Regions from separate parts of the Mus musculus genome. Here all the other regions are linked to region 2. The links are chromatin contacts, called in public Hi-C, HiCAR-type, HiChIP or PLAC-seq and promoter capture Hi-C maps. All regions are on one chromosome and are shown on one strand. The core of a region is the stretch at or near the end of the contact, and the rest is flanking DNA. Distances in the headings are between cores, read along the strand shown. Region 1 holds the start of Zfp708 (zinc finger protein 708). Region 2 holds the start of Fastkd3 (FAST kinase domains 3). Region 3 holds the start of Ube2ql1 (ubiquitin-conjugating enzyme E2Q family-like 1). Region 4 holds the start of Zfp429 (zinc finger protein 429). Region 5 holds the start of Rsl1 (regulator of sex limited protein 1). Region 6 holds the start of Zfp953 (zinc finger protein 953). Region 7 holds the start of Uqcrb (ubiquinol-cytochrome c reductase binding protein).

The links. A called contact is a pair of places that touch in the nucleus more often than the background predicts. HiCAR-type assays count read pairs that join an accessible place to other places. HiChIP or PLAC-seq counts read pairs in DNA pulled down with a chosen protein or histone mark. Capture Hi-C pulls out chosen DNA fragments and counts their contacts.
Region 1: a promoter capture Hi-C map of liver shows a contact between it and region 2, with 5 times the contacts expected there. The contact joins the promoter of Zfp708 here to the promoter of Fastkd3 in region 2. A contact is called at or near these places in 1 of 39 promoter capture datasets (pre-B cells), 1 of 484 Hi-C or Micro-C datasets (B cells), 3 of 115 datasets of contacts at active chromatin or transcription factors (epiblast stem cells, large pre-B cells and stem cell-derived neural progenitor cells) and 2 of 9 other capture datasets (adipose tissue and liver).
Region 3: a contact with region 2 is called in a HiCAR-type map of astrocytes, with 2.7 times the contacts expected there. The contact joins the promoter of Ube2ql1 here to the promoter of Fastkd3 in region 2. A contact is called at or near these places in 1 of 39 promoter capture datasets (liver), 1 of 115 datasets of contacts at active chromatin or transcription factors (astrocytes) and 1 of 9 other capture datasets (adipose tissue).
Region 4: a Hi-C map of B cells shows a contact between it and region 2, with 9 read pairs. The contact joins the promoter of Zfp429 here to the promoter of Fastkd3 in region 2. A contact is called at or near these places in 2 of 39 promoter capture datasets (the C10 cell line and embryonic stem cells), 1 of 484 Hi-C or Micro-C datasets (B cells) and 2 of 115 datasets of contacts at active chromatin or transcription factors (astrocytes and embryonic stem cells).
Region 5: a contact with region 2 is called in a Hi-C map of B cells, with 6 read pairs. The contact joins the promoter of Rsl1 here to the promoter of Fastkd3 in region 2. A contact is called at or near these places in 1 of 39 promoter capture datasets (pre-B cells), 3 of 484 Hi-C or Micro-C datasets (B cells, CD4 T cells and CD8 T cells) and 1 of 115 datasets of contacts at active chromatin or transcription factors (pancreatic cancer cells).
Region 6: a promoter capture Hi-C map of adipose tissue shows a contact between it and region 2, with 4 times the contacts expected there. The contact joins the promoter of Zfp953 here to the promoter of Fastkd3 in region 2. A contact is called at or near these places in 2 of 39 promoter capture datasets (pre-B cells and second pharyngeal arch cranial neural crest), 3 of 115 datasets of contacts at active chromatin or transcription factors (astrocytes, embryonic brain and large pre-B cells) and 1 of 9 other capture datasets (adipose tissue).
Region 7: a contact with region 2 is called in an H3K27ac HiChIP or PLAC-seq map of thymic regulatory T cells, with 12 times the contacts expected there. The contact joins the promoter of Uqcrb here to the promoter of Fastkd3 in region 2. A contact is called at or near these places in 11 of 39 promoter capture datasets (the 3T3-L1 cell line, the C10 cell line, the HPC-7 cell line and 7 more), 2 of 484 Hi-C or Micro-C datasets (CD8 T cells and LSK cells), 4 of 115 datasets of contacts at active chromatin or transcription factors (astrocytes, cardiomyocytes, large pre-B cells and 1 more) and 2 of 9 other capture datasets (adipose tissue and liver).

What each region holds. Positions count from the first base shown.
Region 1 is chr13:67,080,151-67,082,850 of GRCm38.p6, reverse strand. Zfp708 (zinc finger protein 708) reads left to right here and starts at 1,306. Exons shown (of 4, transcript NM_001012448.2): 1 at 1,306-1,401. The coding sequence starts at 1,396.
Region 2 is chr13:68,580,897-68,583,596 of GRCm38.p6, reverse strand. Fastkd3 (FAST kinase domains 3) reads right to left here and starts at 1,387. Exons shown (of 7, transcript NM_027123.5): 1 at 1,247-1,387; 2 at 1-58. The coding sequence starts at 35. It overlaps Mtrr (5-methyltetrahydrofolate-homocysteine methyltransferase reductase), which reads left to right and starts at 1,428. Exons shown (of 15, transcript NM_172480.3): 1 at 1,428-1,532.
Region 3 is chr13:69,738,537-69,741,236 of GRCm38.p6, reverse strand. It overlaps Ube2ql1 (ubiquitin-conjugating enzyme E2Q family-like 1), which reads left to right and starts at 1,340. Exons shown (of 2, transcript NM_001145162.1): 1 at 1,340-2,679. The coding sequence starts at 1,897.
Region 4 is chr13:67,398,365-67,401,064 of GRCm38.p6, reverse strand. It overlaps Zfp429 (zinc finger protein 429), which reads left to right and starts at 1,298. Exons shown (of 4, transcript NM_001080941.1): 1 at 1,298-1,369. The coding sequence starts at 1,334.
Region 5 is chr13:67,171,783-67,174,482 of GRCm38.p6, reverse strand. It overlaps Rsl1 (regulator of sex limited protein 1), which reads right to left and starts at 1,301. Exons shown (of 4, transcript NM_001013769.1): 1 at 1,230-1,301. The coding sequence starts at 1,265.
Region 6 is chr13:67,359,140-67,361,839 of GRCm38.p6, reverse strand. Zfp953 (zinc finger protein 953) reads left to right here and starts at 1,268. Exons shown (of 4, transcript NM_001038651.3): 1 at 1,268-1,336. The coding sequence starts at 1,331. It overlaps Gm17039 (predicted gene 17039), which reads right to left and starts at 1,175. Exons shown (of 2, transcript NR_167764.1): 1 at 777-1,175; 2 at 1-668.
Region 7 is chr13:66,904,052-66,906,751 of GRCm38.p6, reverse strand. It overlaps Uqcrb (ubiquinol-cytochrome c reductase binding protein), which reads left to right and starts at 1,402. Exons shown (of 4, transcript NM_026219.2): 1 at 1,402-1,459. The coding sequence starts at 1,441. It overlaps Gm10767 (predicted gene 10767), which reads right to left and starts at 1,337. Exons shown (of 3, transcript NM_001177750.1): 1 at 1,131-1,337. It also overlaps a transcript of Mterf3 not described here.

The sequences.
Region 1 (2,700 bases), core at 57-2,556, 1.5 Mb after region 2:
TCATAACTTGCATGTTGAAAATTGCTTTATAGCAGGGCGCGGTGGCACATGACTTTAATCCCAACACTCGGGAGGCAGAGGCAGGCAGATTTCTGAGTTAGAAGCCAGCCTGGTCTACAAAATGAGTTCCAGGACAGCCAGGGCTACACAGAGAAACCCAGTCTCGGAAAAGAAAAAAAAAAAAAAAAAAAAAAGGAAGGAAGGAAGAGAAAAAAGAGAAAATTGCTGTTATATAGACTTCCAGCAGAAGGTGTGGTCCAGATTAAAATTGTTATCTTCCCACCTCAGGATTGGAATTAAAGGCATGTATTTCCACCTGTTGCAGTAATTCCCCAACCCTGATACCCCAATAAGTCTATGCAAAAACCACACAACTCAGTTACATTATTTACAAGCTGCACGCTTAGACTGAGCAGATTTATCACTACACTACTCTATTCCCCAGCTGTGAGATCCCACATTATTTGCTGCCTCTCAGGGCCTTGTGGTTCTGCTCCATCTTCCTCTTATCTTCTCTTCCTCAGTCTTCTTCCTCCCTCGCTCCCTACTCTTCCCTCACTTCCTAAAACCTCTAGCCCCACCTTTCCCTTCCACTGCCCAATCACAGGCTCTAGTCTTTATTTGACCAGTTAGAATGGGGAGAAGGTTCACAGGAAATCACCTGAGTATGTGATCCACTCCTCTCAGGGGCAACCCCTCTTGAGGAAGCTGAATTAACATCAGAATACAAACAGCACCAGGGCAACCCACAACATCTACCTCACAAGTCATGACTAGAAGTGGATCCACCCACTTCAAACAAACAAAAATCCCTCAAAGGTGTCCCTTGTATTTCTTCTGGATTCCATCTAATTCTAGATGTAGTCAAGTACCAAGAATAGAAATCACAGGAGAAAAGAGTTTATTTGGTTTACATAACCTGGATTGCTGTCCATTGGAAGAAGCCAAGGCTGGAATTCAAAGAGGGCAGGAACCCGGAGGCAGGAGCTGCTGATGGTTTTTATTTTAAATCTAGTATAATTGAGTCAATGAGTTTTCCTCCTGCCAAAAGACTCTAGGAACCCCAGAGCTTTTTAGGTAACGTCTTTGATCAGAGTAAGAAGTAAACCTAATACAAGTTGCCGTCAAAGGCTGGATTTATATTCCCACAAGACCTTTGTAAATTTGAGACTTAAAAAGCAGCCTAATCCAGTGACAGGCTATAAATAGTTCTCCCTGACTTTGGTTCAGGGCAGTCCTTCGCGTAGACTTCTGGGAAATGTAGTCTCTCTTAGCATGACTCCGCTAGACCGGACTCTACTCCTCTGTGCTTCCGGTTCATTTTGCTTTTGTGTTTCTCCAAACTCTGCGGCTTTCTCAAAGTTGGAACAGTGTGGCTTGCGCTCCGCGCTCGACATGGAGGTTGGTCCCGGCTGCAGCCTAGCCTTGCAGGCCTCATGAACTATACGGGTGGGCGGGCCCGGGGTGCAGGGAGCCGGGGAGGGCTGGGCGGGAGGCGGAGAGAAGCCCACGTGGTCCTGCAGTGCGGACCTAGGCTTGGCCAGAGTGCAGGGGTGGGGCGCACGCACGGTGCAAGGAGTGATTGCTCTGTTAGGACAGAGCGGCTGACAGAGTCAATCATGTGTTTCAGGGACCTGAGAGGTGGCCTGCTACTGCGAGAATGGAGACTGGAAAGTCTAGGGTTGGTAGAGCAGGGTGGCTTGGCTGACCGTGCCAGAGGCAGGCTGTGATGAGAGCTCATACCCCACCTTGGCTGGGGAAGCTTGCTGTTAACTAGTTTTCACATTGCTGTTGTCAGATCCCTCAGGAAATCTAGAGCAAGTGGGTTTTTCTGGGCCCTCCCGTATTCAATGAGAGGCCCAGGACTCTGATTTTGAGTTCGTGTGGCTCATAGTTTCCAGGACAGTGAGTTCTGCGGGGGAGTTTGGTGTATGGGATGTTCGTCCCGTTTTCTTTGTGATAAATTGTTAGTTTTCAGGGCGGCTCACTTTGGATAGGAATCACTCCTTTACCCACTGTGACAGAACCCTCACATTCACACACCTGTATGAGGAAAAAAAAAAAAATCTCATCGAGGGGGCACTCTGAACTTTGTCCCAGCTATCACTGATCCTACAACACTGCAGAGTGGAAAATACTAGAGATTATTACCACATACAATTGCACCGGAGACTGCGATGTCAGAAATTTGGTGTTGTGTGGAAAGATTGAGAGTGAAGTTGAAGAGCTGTGGCTCACTCAGGGTCCTGTGATTGTATACAGCCAATGCTCACCCTGCCCTTTGTATACAGCCGCTGCTCATCCTGACATTTGTACTGTTTTTGCCACACTTCAGTCAAATTGATTTGTGTGCTGGAGACTGACTTACAGCATTAAAATCTATACCTGAGAAGCATGGGCTTTAAACTACATCAATACCAATACTTTCTATGTATCATCTAACAATCATTAAAATATGGACATTTTCTAATTAATGTCACTAATCTGCAGGAAACTAAGAATGTGCCGTTTTACACTGTTTAAGGTGTGAAAAGTACATTTTCTTGTACCTTAAATCTCGTTTCCTACAATGTAGAGGTGATACAGCAATAAGCACAATTATATTATAGGTCACAACACATAGATGTTTGATATCTATCTATCTATCTGTCTGTCTATCTACACTTTTACTTAATATATTTCTTAAACAGATCTATGATT
Region 2 (2,700 bases), core at 138-2,637:
TGACAAAAGGCCCTCCGCAGGGTGATGAACGCCATGCCATAGAATTCACAACATGTGACTTAGCATAAGAAAAACAAAAACAAAAACCATGGTCAAATGCTGAGAAAGACAACACCAACGCTACGAAACTAAGAATGAGTATCCCATGACAAAGATTAAAAAAAAAAAAGAACCTTGCAAAAATATTTTAAAAACCAAGGTTTACTTTTCCCACCGAGCCAGGAAACAAGAGAAAGCCTGGGAAGGGGGTCCCCACTCTCCTGGTCCTGATTGCCACACCCAATTGGCTGACACCCAACAGTTGCACCATAACTAGACAAGGCACCGGTAGAAGACATGCACACCCCTTTCTAGGCAGTGTCACTAGGTTTTTTTTTTTAAATGAACTATGCCTTATATCTAAACTCCTTGAGTCCTATGTGTATGTAAGGATCTCAGATTAATGTTTTACCACAACGTAATTCCTCTTCAAAGGCCATGTTCTATGGACAAAGTGAAGGGTGTGCACCAAGGCATGTCTCCTTTAATATGTTTAAAGTTGGCTGCTGATTAAATAGCCCCCCAAACCCCATAATCCTATACATAAGTTACTACTCAGGCTTTCAGGCTTACGCGTCTCTTCAGTTTTCAAAAAAGGCTATTTTTTGAGTAATCAGAACTCATTGACCTTGCTGCGCTCTGGCTCATTCTGAAATTTCTTTTCAGTGGCCCTTGAACACCTTAGTGTTGTCGGGTAGACTGAAGCATCATAGGGCTGACTTCCTGTGGCTTCACTGTGTCTGGGCGAGATGCTGGCTCCTAACCCTAACTGCGATCGCTGCCCAGCCCTTACTTTAAGTCCTGCCTATGGGCTAGGTTACTGTAATTCAGTTCGTCTGGTTGACGCTTTTCCCGCTAAGGACCCTGCAGCCCAAGGAAACCACCTCTGTGTACAGTGAAGCTGGGCGCGAAGAGGAAGAGCTGGAATTCAGATTCTACCTCCAAATCTCGACACTCACGTGATGGGGAAAGGGAACGTCAATGTTGATAATTGCGAGAGAGGAGGAGCAGCCGACAAGATTCAAACTCCGGGTATGAGCCGGGCAAAGCATGGTAATTCGCGCTGAGAAGCTGGGCTGGGGCTCACGCACAATCACAGAAAAGCAAGCGGAGCAGGGCAACGGCGGAGGCAGGCGCCGCGCGACCGGACCGGAGCCCACGGAGCACGAGTGGGGAAGCCCGGGGGTCCTAATCCCGAGACACTTACCGAGCGGCTCCAAGCCGCACCCGGGACAGGACAGACACGGAGCTTCCGAGCCCTGGGAGCGTCCGTACACGGACGCTGCCCCTTACCTGGAGAACATTCCGGCGCGTGCGCGGCACTAAGGCCACCCACCCACCCACATCCGGCGATCAGCGATTGGCCCAGGTCCGCCCGCATGTCTGTTGGCGGTCGTGCGGAGCATGCGTGCTGTGCCGCGCGCGTGCGCAGTGCTCCCGGACTGTGCCTGTCGGAGGAGAACGGGGTTCCGCGCGGGAATTCGCGCCTGGAGGTATTCGGCGGGGGACGGCGGGAGCGACGGAAGCGGTGGGGGAGCCGGGACTCGCGCCTGCGCAGTGGGGATGAGCCGCTGAGTTTTCCGGACCGCGGTGGGGTTCACGGGGAGCACTTGGGAGGCGGACCGCGGTGGGGTTCACGGGGAGCACTTGGGAGGAGTCGGCTCCGCCACCTTTCCCAAAACCTCGTGAGCTCGCACGTGTCACCCATTGGTCCTGTCGAGTCTGTGGCAGTGCTTCCCGATGAACCTTTGAAGGGTTTGTGTCCTAGCTCCCCAGCGGATAAGCCACAAGTGCTTAGAAACTAACTAGAGTTGATTCACTCAGGAAAAGATAATTTTATATAGGCCGGCTACCACTCAGCGTTAGCCACTGGATAGAATGGCGGAGTGTGGAATCCCAGAGCCCTTTATCTTCTTTTTCTCTTGGTTATCTCCGGGGTAAGGCATGAATTAGAAATACCGTCTCTGTGTAAAGTCCATGTACGCTGACTACTGATAGATGCAATGATGCCATCTTTGATGACGACCAGTGCTTTGATTAGGATCTAGCAGGAAACACGAACTCCCCAGTTTCACGTGAACATTGTACAGTTACAGTTTTGGTTTTTTAAAGATTACTTATTTATTTTATATATATGAGTATACTGTGGCTGTACTGATGGTTGTGAACCATCATGTCGTTTCTGGGACTTTGAATTCAGAACCTTTACTTGCTCCGGAGGATCCTGCTCGCTCCAGCCTAAAGGTTTATTTATTATTATATGTAAGTACACTGTAGCTGTCTTCAGAGGCACCAGAAGAGGGCGTCAGATCTCATTAGGGATGGTTGTGAGCTACCATGTGATTGCTGGGATTTGAACTCAGAACCTTGGGAAGAGCAGTCAGTGGTCTCTTAACTGCTGAGTTACAGTTTGTTTTTGTTTTTTGTTTTTGTTTTTTGTTTTTTTTTTGCTTTGTTTTTAAACGGCAGAAACAATAGCCTTTGTAAGCGACACTGTGTTTGAGCATGGCTTAGCCCCTTCACCATTCAGGCTTATGATCCTAATTCAGAGTACAAATGGGCAGAAAGGCAGATCACTCCTATAGTTAGGCACTAATGAATGACAGACACTTGCAAGACCCAACAGTAGCTAGAAATCAAGAGTGGGTTTCACGCCATCAG
Region 3 (2,700 bases), core at 91-2,590, 1.2 Mb before region 2:
TGACAGGCTCTCTGGAGAACCACCCTCTCCCAGGTGCAATGTTGGGTGGGTGTGAACCTTCTACTCCTCATCTACACCAGCTAGCCTGGCTCCCCCATTACACATCTATCCCCAAATCTGAATCTCCAAACCCAGGTCTGTGTCTTCACAGCGACATCACCAGTTATTTTCCACAGTGAAAACTCAAAATTTGGTAAAAGATGTGAGGGGCAGAAAGGCAAGGGGCTGTCATCTAGAAGGAACGCCTGTCCTGAAGAGCTGAGCTGCTTCCCCTCCCCTCTCTTCCCCCCATCCACACACCAGCAGAGGCAGTAGGCTCTGACGCCAGTTAGGATGGCAGCGGGATAATATTCGTTGTTCTTGAGGGATTGGTTTCGCCTACGCCATTGGGCCACACGCTGCACACCGGAACCGTCACAGTTCGAGCTAATCTGAAATAGATTTTAGTTGGAATTTTCACCAGATTTTTAAGTGAGTTTCCACAGGCTGAAGGAAGAAGGAAAGGCAGGGTGGACTGTGAATCTGCAGGCGGAAGGCGGATCTCTCCCTCATTTGAGTATTGTGGAGGTCCCTCACTCAGGAGAGCAGCCCTGGGGGGCGGGGAGGGGGTGGCCAACGGGGGTTGCTGCTCGGAAAGTCCTTTCCCGCTCTTAGCACCGGTCAGCGCCAGAGAAGGCGTCTGGTGTTATTCTCCGCTGCATTTTGGAAAGCAGCCACCACGCACAGCCTGGCCATGGAAAGCCGAAACGCTGCGGCCAGCAGGCAGGGGATGGGGTGGAAGGAGCAAACCAGTGAGGGCTGAGTGGATTGGCTAAAGGTTTGCTTTTAGTCGTGACTTTGAACGGGCTGTTCTTTAAGTTTGCAGTAGATCTACCCTTTCATCCCGCTTTCCGCCCTGACTTTAAAGTCCTTACGTGTTCCTTCTGTCATTCTAGGCTCCCACCGCCCAGAAGTGTTGCGTAGAAACATTGGGCTCATACCTCTGGTTAGAAGGATTAATAAAGAGGTTGATTTCCACCTTTTCCCTCTGGTTGTCCTAAGGAGGTTAAATGGGATATAAGGCCCGGACCTCAAACACAGCATTCAGGTTTTAGGGTCCCAAAGAATGCAGTGATTCTGAGAGACCCTATTAGCACGCTCAGGCCAGCCCTCCCCTGGCTCCCCAGCGCACGCAGCTAGCACGCAGCCAGGAGAAAATGGTGCGGGCGCGTACCGCTGTCTCCCCCCAGCGGCCGTGCGTGTGTCGCCGCAGGAACCTGGCGGCGGGGGTGGCTCGGTGCAGTCAAGCCCGCGGCTCCGCCCCGCGCTCCCCCTCCCGGCCGGCAGTGCCGCCCCCTCCGCGCCGGGCTCGGCTCAGACGGAGCAGCCGCCTCTGCAATGTCAGCAGCCGCAGCGGCGGCGGCAACGAGAGCGGCAGTGGCCCGGGCCCCGCGGTAGCCGCCAGCGCAGCACGGCCCGGCAGGCGCACAGCGCGACTCCACGGCCACCTCGCTGTCTCCGGGGCACCGCGGGCGGTTGTGCGCGCCGCGGTGCAGCTCTTAGACTCGGGACCAGCGGGTCTGCGGCCGCGCACAAAGGACCACGGACACCCGGCGTCCGGGGACTGCGCCCAGGGACCGGCCAGGAACAGCAGCTGAGCCGCGTCTCCACGCCTCCCCTCCCTGGGCTACCGGAGCCCTTGCCCGAGAAGACCCGTCATATGACAGCGGCGACAAGGCGGCCAGCGAGCGCTGGTACTGCCCGCTCCGCTGCGCCACGGCCGCCGGCTCCTAAGGTGGCCCTCGCCGCGCCCCACTAAGCGGTCGTCTGCCTCCCCCCCACAAGCCCCGTGCGTCCCAGCTATCCGGCTCGGGGAACAGGAGCCCCGGCAAGCCCCTCGCCAGAGCCGAGCCTAAGATGGCCACGCTGCTCCGTAAAATCGGGCTCATTCGCCTGCACAACCGGGACACCGAGGACCCCAAGCACCACCACAACCACCGTGGCGGAGGCGGCGGCCAGCAGAGCGCATCGCTGCGCGGCAAAGGTGGTGGTAAGAGCAGCGGCCACAAGCAGCAGCAGCAACAGCAGCACCCCGGGGGCTCAGGCGACGCCAGCCCGGGGCCCGGCAAGGGCAAGAGTAAGCGCGCGGCGGAACTGGCCGCGCGCGACAAGCAGCCGCAGCCAGCCGCGGGGGCGGCGGGGGCGGCGGGCGCCGGGGGCCCCCGGGAGCGGGCGGCGGGCGCCAGGGCGGGGCCGGGCCCCGCGGTGGCCGCGGCGGCGGCGGGCGGCAGCCTAGTGCCCGCGGCGCGCCAGCAGCACTGCACACAGGTGCGCAGCCGGCGGCTCATGAAGGAGCTCCAGGACATCGCGCGCCTCAGCGACCGCTTCATCTCGGTGGAGCTGGTAAACGAGAACCTCTTCGACTGGAACGTGAAGCTGCACCAGGTGGACAAGGACTCGGTGCTGTGGCAGGACATGAAGGAGACCAACACAGAGTTCATCCTGCTCAACCTCACCTTCCCCGATAACTTCCCCTTCTCGCCGCCCTTCATGCGGGTGCTCAGCCCGCGACTGGAGAACGGCTACGTGCTGGACGGAGGCGCCATCTGCATGGAGCTGCTCACGCCGCGCGGCTGGTCCAGCGCCTACACGGTGGAGGCCGTCATGCGCCAGTTTGCTGCCAGCCTGGTCAAGGGCCAGGTAAGACGGCCAGGAGCAGAG
Region 4 (2,700 bases), core at 49-2,548, 1.2 Mb after region 2:
AGAGTGCAGAGACTGGTTCCATTCGGTTGAGGTCATTATGGGAATTAATCTGTAAGGTTCCAGTGTTTATTTCAGCACCCATAGTCTATGCTTCTGTACTCTTAGAGGCTACTTTGGGTCTGTGTTCCACAGTGGAGTAGACTCCACTGCAGCTGATGTTTTAGTACCTGCCTTTAGTTCACAGGATCTAAGGAATGGCCAAGGCATTGACTCCATGTGATCCCCTGGCTGTTTTGTGAGCAGTCCCATGTACACTGATTTCTGAGGGCTCTCAGAAAGAAATCCTAGTTGCAGGTGAGGGTGGATACCAATTTAAAATGTTTGTGCTCTGTATACTCTTGTTTCTACAGTACAACTCAAAGCCTTTGCATTTATGTCTCAACTACATACAACAAGTTGGAGAAATGACTGGATGTGTGACCTGCTTTTATTACAGACACCTTTCTACCAACAGATCAACAGTAGTAGTCTCTGTTGGACATAGGTAGCCTGTTAGCTGGTTTTAATCAATGCCTCCTTGGGCTGCTTGTTGATCTCCTTTCCAATGTCTGAGAGTCTGGGGCATTAACTCGGGACAAGAGATTTAGAGGAATGTTAGATAGACACTTGCTTGGGTGTGGCTTGGGAATGTCAAATTTTATCTTCAGAGTCAACCTCCTTGGCCTGCTCAAACAGCATGTGTTCCTGTATATGTAATATTAGCAATGCCCTGGAGGAATTATTTCTATATATTCGAAAAGTAGAAACACAAACAACAGTATACAAGTTTGTTGGGGCAGAAACCAAGCCAGCTTTGTACCGCAAGTCCATTTGTCAAAAGTTACTGAGGAGCTAGGAGCATAGTCAGGCACACCAAGGTTGGTTTCAAACATCCTTTTATAAAGTTACGTTTCCTTCCCACGTAGGTTAGTGTATTGCTTTGTTATTTTAACGAACTACTAAGTCAACGTTTTTTGTTTTTTTGTTTTTTTCAAGAAGTAGTAATATTAAACTTACAACTAGAAATGACTTGTAAGCCATATGTTTCTGTCAAAGGCTCGACTCATATCCGTACATCTCCGATGTGGTTCTGGGGTCCGAAACCAAATGGGGTCGCATTACCCATAGCTTTTCTGCAGAAAAGGCTTCCTCCTTCAACCTTCTACTTTGTGTTACCATCCACGTACCTCTCCAAACAGTAGAAGTCACCCACCCTGGGTTCTGGGATTTCCTTCGCACAGACTTCTGGGAGATGTAGTCCGCACCGCTGTGACCACTGGGAGCCTTCCAGGAAATCCCCTTCTGACTTCAGGTTTGTACTTGTGCCTCTTCCTCAAAGTTGGGCGGAAATCCTATGCGGCTATCTATTCCAGTTGTCTCTGACAAGAAGGTTGGTCCAGTCAGCAGCGTTGCTTGGGGCTCTGTGCGGGGTCTGTGTCAGGGAGGTTGGTTCAAGGAAGCAGCATAGACTGGGGTGGGTGCCAGAGCAGGGCTCTGTCTTGGAGGGAGCGCTTCTGGGCTGGGTGGGAGGGCGGAAGCAGCTGCCAGGACTTGCTGTGCTGAACTGGCTGGGACCGCTGAGGCTGCAGTTTTGGAGTGAGGGGACTGGCCTTTTGGGATTGTGTCCTGAGTGAAGGTTTCCTTTAGAACACCGAGAGCAGCCCGAGTCTGCCTTGGTTCTCTGGTACACTGGAGCAGCTTGGTAGTGGGGGACTAGATTGCAAACTAATGGTGATGAGCTGACTACCTGCTCCTGAGAGAGTGCCAGAGCCCACAGACCTGCATTGCTGGAAACGCGCATTCCTGGCTGCCCCCATCTCACCTGGATGCTGCCAGAGTCCTTTGTGTCTTTAGAGTAAAAGGGTTTCTGGTCCCCGTGTACTCTGTAGCCAGCTTATAGCAATGGCCTTGAGGTCTGACTGTGTTCACTTTTCTCTGCCAGTAAAGAATTAAGAGAGGAAAAATCCGAGGTACTACAGGTGTCGTTTAGGGGAATTCTGGGACACTGCCAACAGATCTGCCTGAATGCACTGAAAATCTTGGACTAGGGTTGAAGAAACGCATGGAGTGGATACACTGGCAGGAATGTCTACAAGGCAGAGTGGGATCGAGACGAGCTCACATCATGTTTCACCTTGAGGGCTGTATTTTCTAAACTTTTGAAAGGACCTCCATCCCTACTTTACAGTTGAGAGTTTTAAAAAAAGAGATAATGTCCGCTTGGCCCACAATGGTTCCGGTCAACATGACATTATCAGGGCTTGGACTTGTTGAAGAAGTTTATGAACATTGTGTATATTTCTGCCAGTGTTTCTGTTATCTTGTAGCTTTGCTGCCCATGGTAATATGAGGTATAAAAGGGCGGTGAATAATAAACTTGAGGCTGCTGTGGTATTGACCAGCAGTCCTCCCAAGTCTATTTCTTGGCTCTGCATCTTTTTTCGGCCTCTCCTGTCTTTAATCCTCACTCCACACTCAGAGACTCTTTGACACTTGGCACAACCTAGGAGTTGCTGCTTCATGATCTGTGTTGTATGTATTTTAAGCACTGTGTAGTATAGACAGGCTGGTAGGGAATGGGGAGTCTGTATTGTTTGGAACCTGATCAGGAATCCATCGTTCTCTTTGCCTCTCTCTCATGTTTACTTCCCATCAATGTCCTGTTAATCTTTAGATCTGCCCGACTCTCTGAAAATTTATCTCTGATTGTCACTGACAGGA
Region 5 (2,700 bases), core at 52-2,551, 1.4 Mb after region 2:
GAGCCAAGAAATAGACTTGGGAGGATTGCTGGTCAATACCACAGCAGCCTCGAGTTTATTTTTCACCGCCCTTTTATACCTCATATTACCATGGGAAGCAAAGTTACAAGATAACAGAAACAATGGCAGAAATATACACAATGTCCATAAACTTCCTCAACAAGTCCAAGCCCTGATAATGTCATGTTGACCGGAACCATTTGGGGCCAAGCGGACACTCTCTTTTTAAAAAATTCTCGGGGCTGGTGAAATGGCTCAGCTGTTAAGAGCACCGACTGCTCTTCCAAAGGCCCTGAGTTCAAATCCCAGCAACCACATGGTGGCTCACAACCATCTGTAATGAAATCTGATACCCTCTTCTGGAGTGTCTGAAGACAGCTACAGTGTACTTACATATAATAAATAAATAAATATTTTTTTAAAAATTCTCAACTGTAAAGTAGGGATGGAGGTCCTGTCAAGTTTAGTAAACACAGCCCTCAAGGTGAAACATGGTGTGAGCTCCTTTTGATCCCACTCTGCCTTGTAGACATTCCTGCCTGTGTGTCCACTGCATGTGTTTCTTCAACCCTAGTCCAAGATTTTCCGTGCATTCAGACAGATATGTTGGCTATGTCCCAGAATTCCCCAACACGACAGCTGTTGTAACTCGGATTTTTCCTCTCTTAATTCTTTACTGGCAGCGAAAAATGAACACAGTCAGACCTCAAGGCCATTGCTATAAGCTGGCTACAGAGTACACGGGGACCAGAAACCCTTTTACTCTAAAGACACAAAGGACTCTGGCAGCATCCAGGTGAGATGGGGGCAGCCAGGGACGCGCGCTTCCAGCAATGCAGGTCTGTGAGCTCTGGCACTCTCTCAGGAGCAGGTAGTCAGCTCATCACCATTAGTTTGCAATCTAGTCCTCCACTACCAAGCTGCTCCAGTGTACCAGAGAACCAAGGCAGACTCGGGCTGCTCTCGGTGTTCTAAAGGAAACCTTCACTCAGGACACAATCCCAAAAGGCCAGTCCCCTCACTCCAAAACTGCAGCCTCAGTGGCCCCAGCCAGTTCAGCACAGCCAGTCCTGGCAGCTGCTTCCGCCCTCCCACCCAGTCCTCAAGCGCTCCCTCCAAGACAGAGCCCAGCTCCCGGCACTGAACCCCAGGCTATGCTGCTTCCTGAACCAACCTCCTTGACACAGATCCCGCACAGAGCCCCAGGCTACGCTGCTGCCTGGACCAACCTTCTTGTCAGAGACAACTGGAATAGATAGCCGCATACGATTTCCGCCCAACCTTAAGAAAGACGCACGAGTACAGACCTGAACTCAGAAGGGGATTTCCTGGAAGGCTCCCAGTGGTCACAGTGGTGCGGACTACATCTCCCAGAAGTCTGTGCGAAGGAAATCCCAGAACCCAGGGTGGGTGAAGTCTACTGTTTGGAGAGTTTTGTGGATGGGAACACACAGTTGAAGGTGCAAGGAGGAAGCCTTATCTGCAGAAAAGCTGTGGGTAATGAGATTGGTTTTCGACCCCAGAACCACATCGGAGATGTATGGATTTGAGTCAAGCCTTTGACAGAAACTTTTGGCTTACAAGTCATTTCTAGTAGTAATTTTAATATTACTACTTCCTGGCCGGGGGGGGGGGGACGGGACGGGGGGCACGTTGACTTAGTTGTTCGTTAAATAAACAAAGCAATACACTAACCAACGTGGCAAGGAAAACTAACTTTATAAAATGTTTGAAACCAGCCTTGGCGTTCCTGACTATGCTCCTAGCTCCTCAGTGGCTTTTGACAAATGGACTTGGGATACAAAGCTGGCTTGGTGTCTGCCCCAACAAACTTGTATACTGTTGTTTGTGTTTCTACTTTTTGAATATATAGAAACAATTCCTCCAGGGCATTGCTAATATTACACATACAGAAACACATGCTGTTTGAGCAGGCCAAGGAGGTTGACTCTGAAGATAAAATTTGACATCCCCATGCCACACCCAAGCATGTGTGTATCTAACATTCCTCTAAATCTCTTGTCCTGAGTTAATGCCCCGGACTCTCAGACATTGGAAAGAAGATCAACAAGAAGCCCATGGAGGCATTGATTAAAACCAGCTAACAGGCTACCTATGTCCAACAGAGACTACTACTGTTGATCTGTTGGTAGAAAGGTGTCTGTAATAAAAGCAGGTCACACATCCAGTCATTTCCCCTACTTGTTGTATGCAGGTGAGACATAAATGCACAAGGCTTTGAGTTGTACTGTAGAAACAAGAGTGTACAGAGCACAAACATTTTAAAGTGGTATACACCCTCACCACAATAGTTGAGTAGCCTGCAACTAGGATTTCCTTCTGAGAGCCCTCAGAAATCAGTGTACATGGGGCTGCTAACAAAACAGCCAGGGGATCACATGGAGTCAAAGCCTTGTCCATTCCTTAGATCCTGTGAACTAAAGGCAGGTACTAAAAAATCAGCTGCAGTGGAGTCTACTCCACTGTGGAACACAGACCCAAAGTAGCCTCTAAGACTACATAAGCATAGACTTAAGAGTTCAATCAATGTATTTTACTTATCCATCGAAATATATAGGGTGAGCATACCAAGTGATGATAGGCAATGCACGCTTAGAAACATCGGTACAGAAGATCAAAGAACAAAGGAAAAAAATCTTGAATCCACAAAATTGTGAAAACTTATTGATAAGGTATTAA
Region 6 (2,700 bases), core at 19-2,518, 1.2 Mb after region 2:
TTTAGCATAACAAAACATAGCAACACACCGAACCTCAACACATACACATATTAGAAAACTTGCTATGCTCAGAAATTCTGTCCTTGTGGTTGCTGACAATGCCTTCCACTGCAATATTCAGGAGGAGGACAGACCACTCATGACCTCATTCTAAACAGACATGCCAATCAAGTGTCCAGGTGAATGTACTGCTTCTTGACTCTAGTTTCTCTAAATCGAGGAAGGTGTTCTGCATCCATAGGTAAACACACTCCCTGACAAAGAACTCAATAGGGACTCTGCACAGTCTTTGCTCTGAAACAGCTTCCTTTTGAATCATAATATATCAGGGAAGTATGAAGCCTTTTCTGCAATGGGGTTTGTAACTTTGACTCAAGCTTGAACTTCACAGGAATAAACCTTCCCAAGAAGAGATGGGAATTCTCAATATTGTATGTTTCCAGTGTAACTTCTTTAATATACCGACCTCATTTGGCAATGCTATGAACATATTTCTGATACCTTTGTATTCAAGAAGGAATTATCTCGGTGTTCTGCTTCGGAGAAATAACGGAAGTTCAAGGCGGATACCACTGATGTTCAAATATTGCCAAATATGAACGATGACAGGCTCACATGAGAGACGGAGAATTCAATACGGAACATCAAACCTAACACAGGCAGAAATCCTATAATACAAAATGGACCAAGAGTTAGGACATACACCACTGCGATCCCAGGAGCTCTGCTCCTCCTCTTGGGAGAGATGCAGAGGAAAGCAAGTGCTCAGAAAATACCTGATGGTTGCTGGCTTTGAATTCTAAGTCTTTTGTCTTAAGCACCTGATATGCTGCGTAGCAGGCAGGGTCACCAAGGATGGTTTCAAGAGCACCTTAAATTAGCTCTTGCTTCCATATTTTTAAGTAAAGCAAGTCATGAAAGTGCGAGTTTTCCATGTGGTAGTAAGATAGTTTAAAATCACGGTGTTCTAGCAGAAATAACTAAGAAACCTGATAAACATCACTGTGAAAGGGTCGACTCACAGGCTAACATTGCGTGCTGGGACCACAGAACTTTAAATGAATCCAAATGCCCTGTGACTGCCCAAGTGCAGAAGACTGTTTCTTCCCAACTTCAAGGAATCACAGTCAGGATACCAGCAGGTGAACAACCCAGTTCTGTGGGTTCATGGAAGTTCTTCGCACTGATTTGTGGGAAATGTAGTCCGGATGCCTGTGACGTCATCAGAAGGCTGGCCGTTGCTATCAAACTTCCGCATTTGATTTTCAAACTTAACTTCTCCCCAGAGTTAGGCGTCTGTCCTGTTGAAACCTTCGTTTGGATCTCTGACATGGAGGTTGGTGCAGGGAACACCGCAACCTTGCAGATCTGAGGGACTGTGCAGGGTGGCGTATCGGGCACGGAAGGAGCTTATCTGGGCTTGTTATGAGACAGGGCAAGCTGCTGACCTGGAGATGTTGTGCTGACCTAGGCTAGGGAAGAAAGTTGGAAACAACAGGATGGCAAGGGCAGGCTGGGTCTGCTGACTGCTTATTTCTGAGATGCTGAAAGGAGCGCACTCATCTTTACTGGGGAAATATGCTCTGCCTAGCTGACCCGTTCTCACGTGGCTGTAGTCAGATTCTCAGGAGATTTAGAACACTTGGACATCTAGCGCCTCCTATACTCTGTGTTCTATCTAGTACTGGAGTTTGACTTCACAAATCTTCCTAAAGTTCCTAGTGCCAGGGACAAAGAGTCCCGTGAGGGTGATTGTTGTGTGGAATGTTAGTTCCTTTTCCTTTGGAATAAAGTGTTAGATTTATGGATGCCTCGGGTTGAATAAGAACTCAGGATGTATAATCCTGTACCTGAATCACCACAATACATGGCTGTATAGCCACAGAGTAGTCCTGTAATTGATATGAACCAGTGTTTGCACAATCCAAATAATTATGAATTTTGCCCTTCTGCTAAAAAAAAAAAACACTAGACAATAATACTCAACAATTCTTAGTATGTGTTCTGTCCAAAATTTGGACTCCTTCTCAGATATGAGAGATGACTTGGTGAGATGAGAGAAATGGAACTCATGATCTCTGGAAGGGACTGGAATGTCTCTGAAAGAGAAAGGAGATGGCCCTCCTCTGGTCACATGATTTTCTTCTGTCTGTTCACATTATCAGAAATATCTAAATTCTCTTAAATGCACTCTGTCCCTGTATCTGGCACCCAGCTTTACTGCTGCTCACTGGACATTTCTAGAATGATTTCCTCATGTTTTCCTGTGGTTGTAAGAAAAATTCAGAAAGCTCTGGCACACTTGGGGTCTTATAATTTTCACATAGGTTCCTGTCCATGCAAAATGCAGTTCTCCTCTTAAAGGGTTAAGAGACAGTTTAGTCAGCCTTTTGAGTGGCCATTATCTGAGAATACAGACTTAGGTTAATCCAAATTCTGTGCTTCAACACAAGGCAGTTTCATGGTTTTACAGAACAGAGAATGTCATTAACCAAGGAAAATTTAAAATACATTGGTGTGTGTCTCATAGAGTCATCGGAGATATTCTATTTACCTAAGATACCATCTGATGAGGTTTTAGCTTTTGGACTGATAGAATTTCATGTTCTGCCTTGTCAGTGGATTCTGAGAGGTTTTTTATCTATTGTCACAAGCTGTGTGGTCCACTATAGAGTGAGGTAATGACTGTCCCTGAAGAGA
Region 7 (2,700 bases), core at 153-2,652, 1.7 Mb after region 2:
TCCCAAGTGCTGGGATTAAAGGCGTGCACCACCACTGCCCAGCTCATTTCTGTATTTTTGACATTAAATCCAGTCCAAAATTCAGAAAAGATAGTTGATGTCAATGAGAGGGAAACCAAGAAATAATAAATAGTATCTACCTCAAAAAAAAAAAAAAAAAAGACCACTATCGAGTCATAGTAAAACTCAACAGTAACTCCACTTTCTGTCCTTAGTTTTTTATTTTAGACTCTACCTGTTGGGGTTGAGATCTTGAAAGCACAGTCTATAGTCTTTCTGCTTGCTCCATTTTTAATACTATATGCAAATTCTAAATATATCTTAGGGGTTTTGTTGTTGTTGTTTTGTTTTAGGTAAGGTCTTGCAGACTGATGCCAGATTCACTATGTAGACAACTGTAGTCTTGAACTTGCAGGGATCCTCCTGCCTCAGACTACTGAATTCTTGGATCTTGCATGTGCCATTTACTCCTACCTTAAAGTTAATATTTTTAAAGCTTATCCAACCTAACTTTCTACTAAAATTGTTTGATAGGGATTTTTAGGTGGGGAAAGTGAAGCCTAGAAGCTGAAAGTTATCTGGGATTGGTTGTGCAGCATATGATCCTAGAAATAAGGAAGCCCGAATTTGAAACTGGATTTCTCAATTCTAGTTAACAAACAAACAAACAAACCTGGACTCTACCCAATTTCAATGCCCTTGGATAACTTATTGAACTTTTCTGAGGCTCAGCTTCCTTCTCTCTTCAATACTGATAGCACCAGTAATTACACTGATGATTTAGAATTAAATGAGAATATAGCCACACTTCTGAACCCAAAGATTGCAGACCTATAGATTGAGTCTACCACAGATCGGGAAGGGGTATATCTGTGTTAACTATAAATGTTCATTATACCTGTGTTACTTCCAAAATAGTGCAGTATAACAGTTATTTGTGTGGTGCTTACTTTATATTCTGTATTAAAGTAATCCTGAGGTGATTTAAAGAATGCAATAGTGTATACATTATATTAAAACACCGCACCATTTGACATAAAGAATTTGAGCATCAAGCGTCCTCTAGCGTCCTAGCATCCCCTCCATGCATTTTGAGATGCGGTTTGCCTGAAAATCATTTACTACATTACCTGTCTCCAAGACTCCATTTATTCCGCAAAGGTTCTTTCCTATAACAGAGCATTGAATAACACTGTCTCCTAATTTCGCAGTACTTTCCCCATTGTGTCGCGAAGAATGTTTTTTGTAACAAGGCACACAAAAAGATCAGCCTAATGTGTGGAGTCCATTCAGGTAGGAAAGAGTAAATGCCTTCTGCTGGCGGTCAGAGCAGCGCCTGCCCCTCCCTTCCCCTTCCTAAAGTATCCAGGACGCCTGCGTAGGAGCCCGGCGTGTCCTCTAGGACTTACCCAGAAGGCAGCGCTTCACTCTCAGGTCAAAATGGCGGGCCGATCTGCTGGTGAGTAATTACTCCTCCTTTGTGGGTATCGTGGAGCGGTTGTATTTTCTCACGAACTTGTTCTCCTTTTGCGTTAGCTAAATAGCTAGTTTGTGATAAGAGACGTGGCGACCCAGCAGCTCAAAGGACAGGTTTCGCTGAGCCAGGTCGGGCCTGCCTGAGGGTTAGAACAGGGACCTCTGCCGGAAGGAGCCCAGCGGGGCTGACCGGGTTCGGCCTCCTTCCCCTCCGCCTTGGGACAGCTTAGGGAGGTGAGGAGGTCAGCAGACGACAGCCACAGCGAGTAGTGGGGAGCATTTGGAGTCAGGCGCAGGCCACTTCAGTGACAGTGATCGGAGCAAACAGCGCCCGAGCCCGCATGACGCTCCTAAGACTTGTCAGAAGAATTAAAAGGAAGTAAGATAGGGTTATAGTGAGGTTTCAGGTTAACCTTGGCATATCTGGACGGTGAGCTGGGGCTGCAGGGCTGTAAGGACTTTTGTTTAATGTAGGCACTAGAACAAATTTGAGATAGAGTGCCAGAATGTTTTCACATCAAATATTACTCACCCTCTCCCCTCCTATTTTTTTTTAAAGCTTAATCTTTGCCCACTGATGGTATACGTTGGAATAGTCTTTAAAAACAATACTGATAACCTTCTCACAGTCCCTGGAAATTCTGAAGGCATTAATTTTACCCATTTGACACAATTTTAGGAAAAGTATTCTGTTTTGTTGAGTTTAATACTTACGTAAGCCAGCTTCCTTTTCTGCAACAGGCTTTTGATCTATAATGTGGCAAACAGAGTAGTGCCTGACACATTTGTTAAGTAAATATTAATCGATATTATAATCACTGCTGTGTTAACAATTTAGTTCTTATGCTTTTTTTTAATATTTTTATTTTTTGAGCCAGGGTAGCCCAAGTTAGCTGTGTATTGAAGAATGACCTTGAACCTCTGATTCTTTTTTCCTCCACCCTAAAAATGCTGGAATTGCAGGAATGAATCACTATGCATGTTTTATGTAGTGCTGGAGTTGGAGCCCAGGGCTTTGTGGTGTATGTTAGGCAAGCAATATACCAACTGAGCATTAGCCCTTGACAATTTAAATTTCTCTTAGAAACAATTTTATGCATGACTTCTAATTTAAAGGTTGGAGGAAGCCATGTAGTAATCTGTACTGAGGATTAGGAAATTAGAAGGAGATAATAAGAAGGGAGCCTCTTTTTCCTTCTATGGTAAGAAAGTAGCCTTAACGCT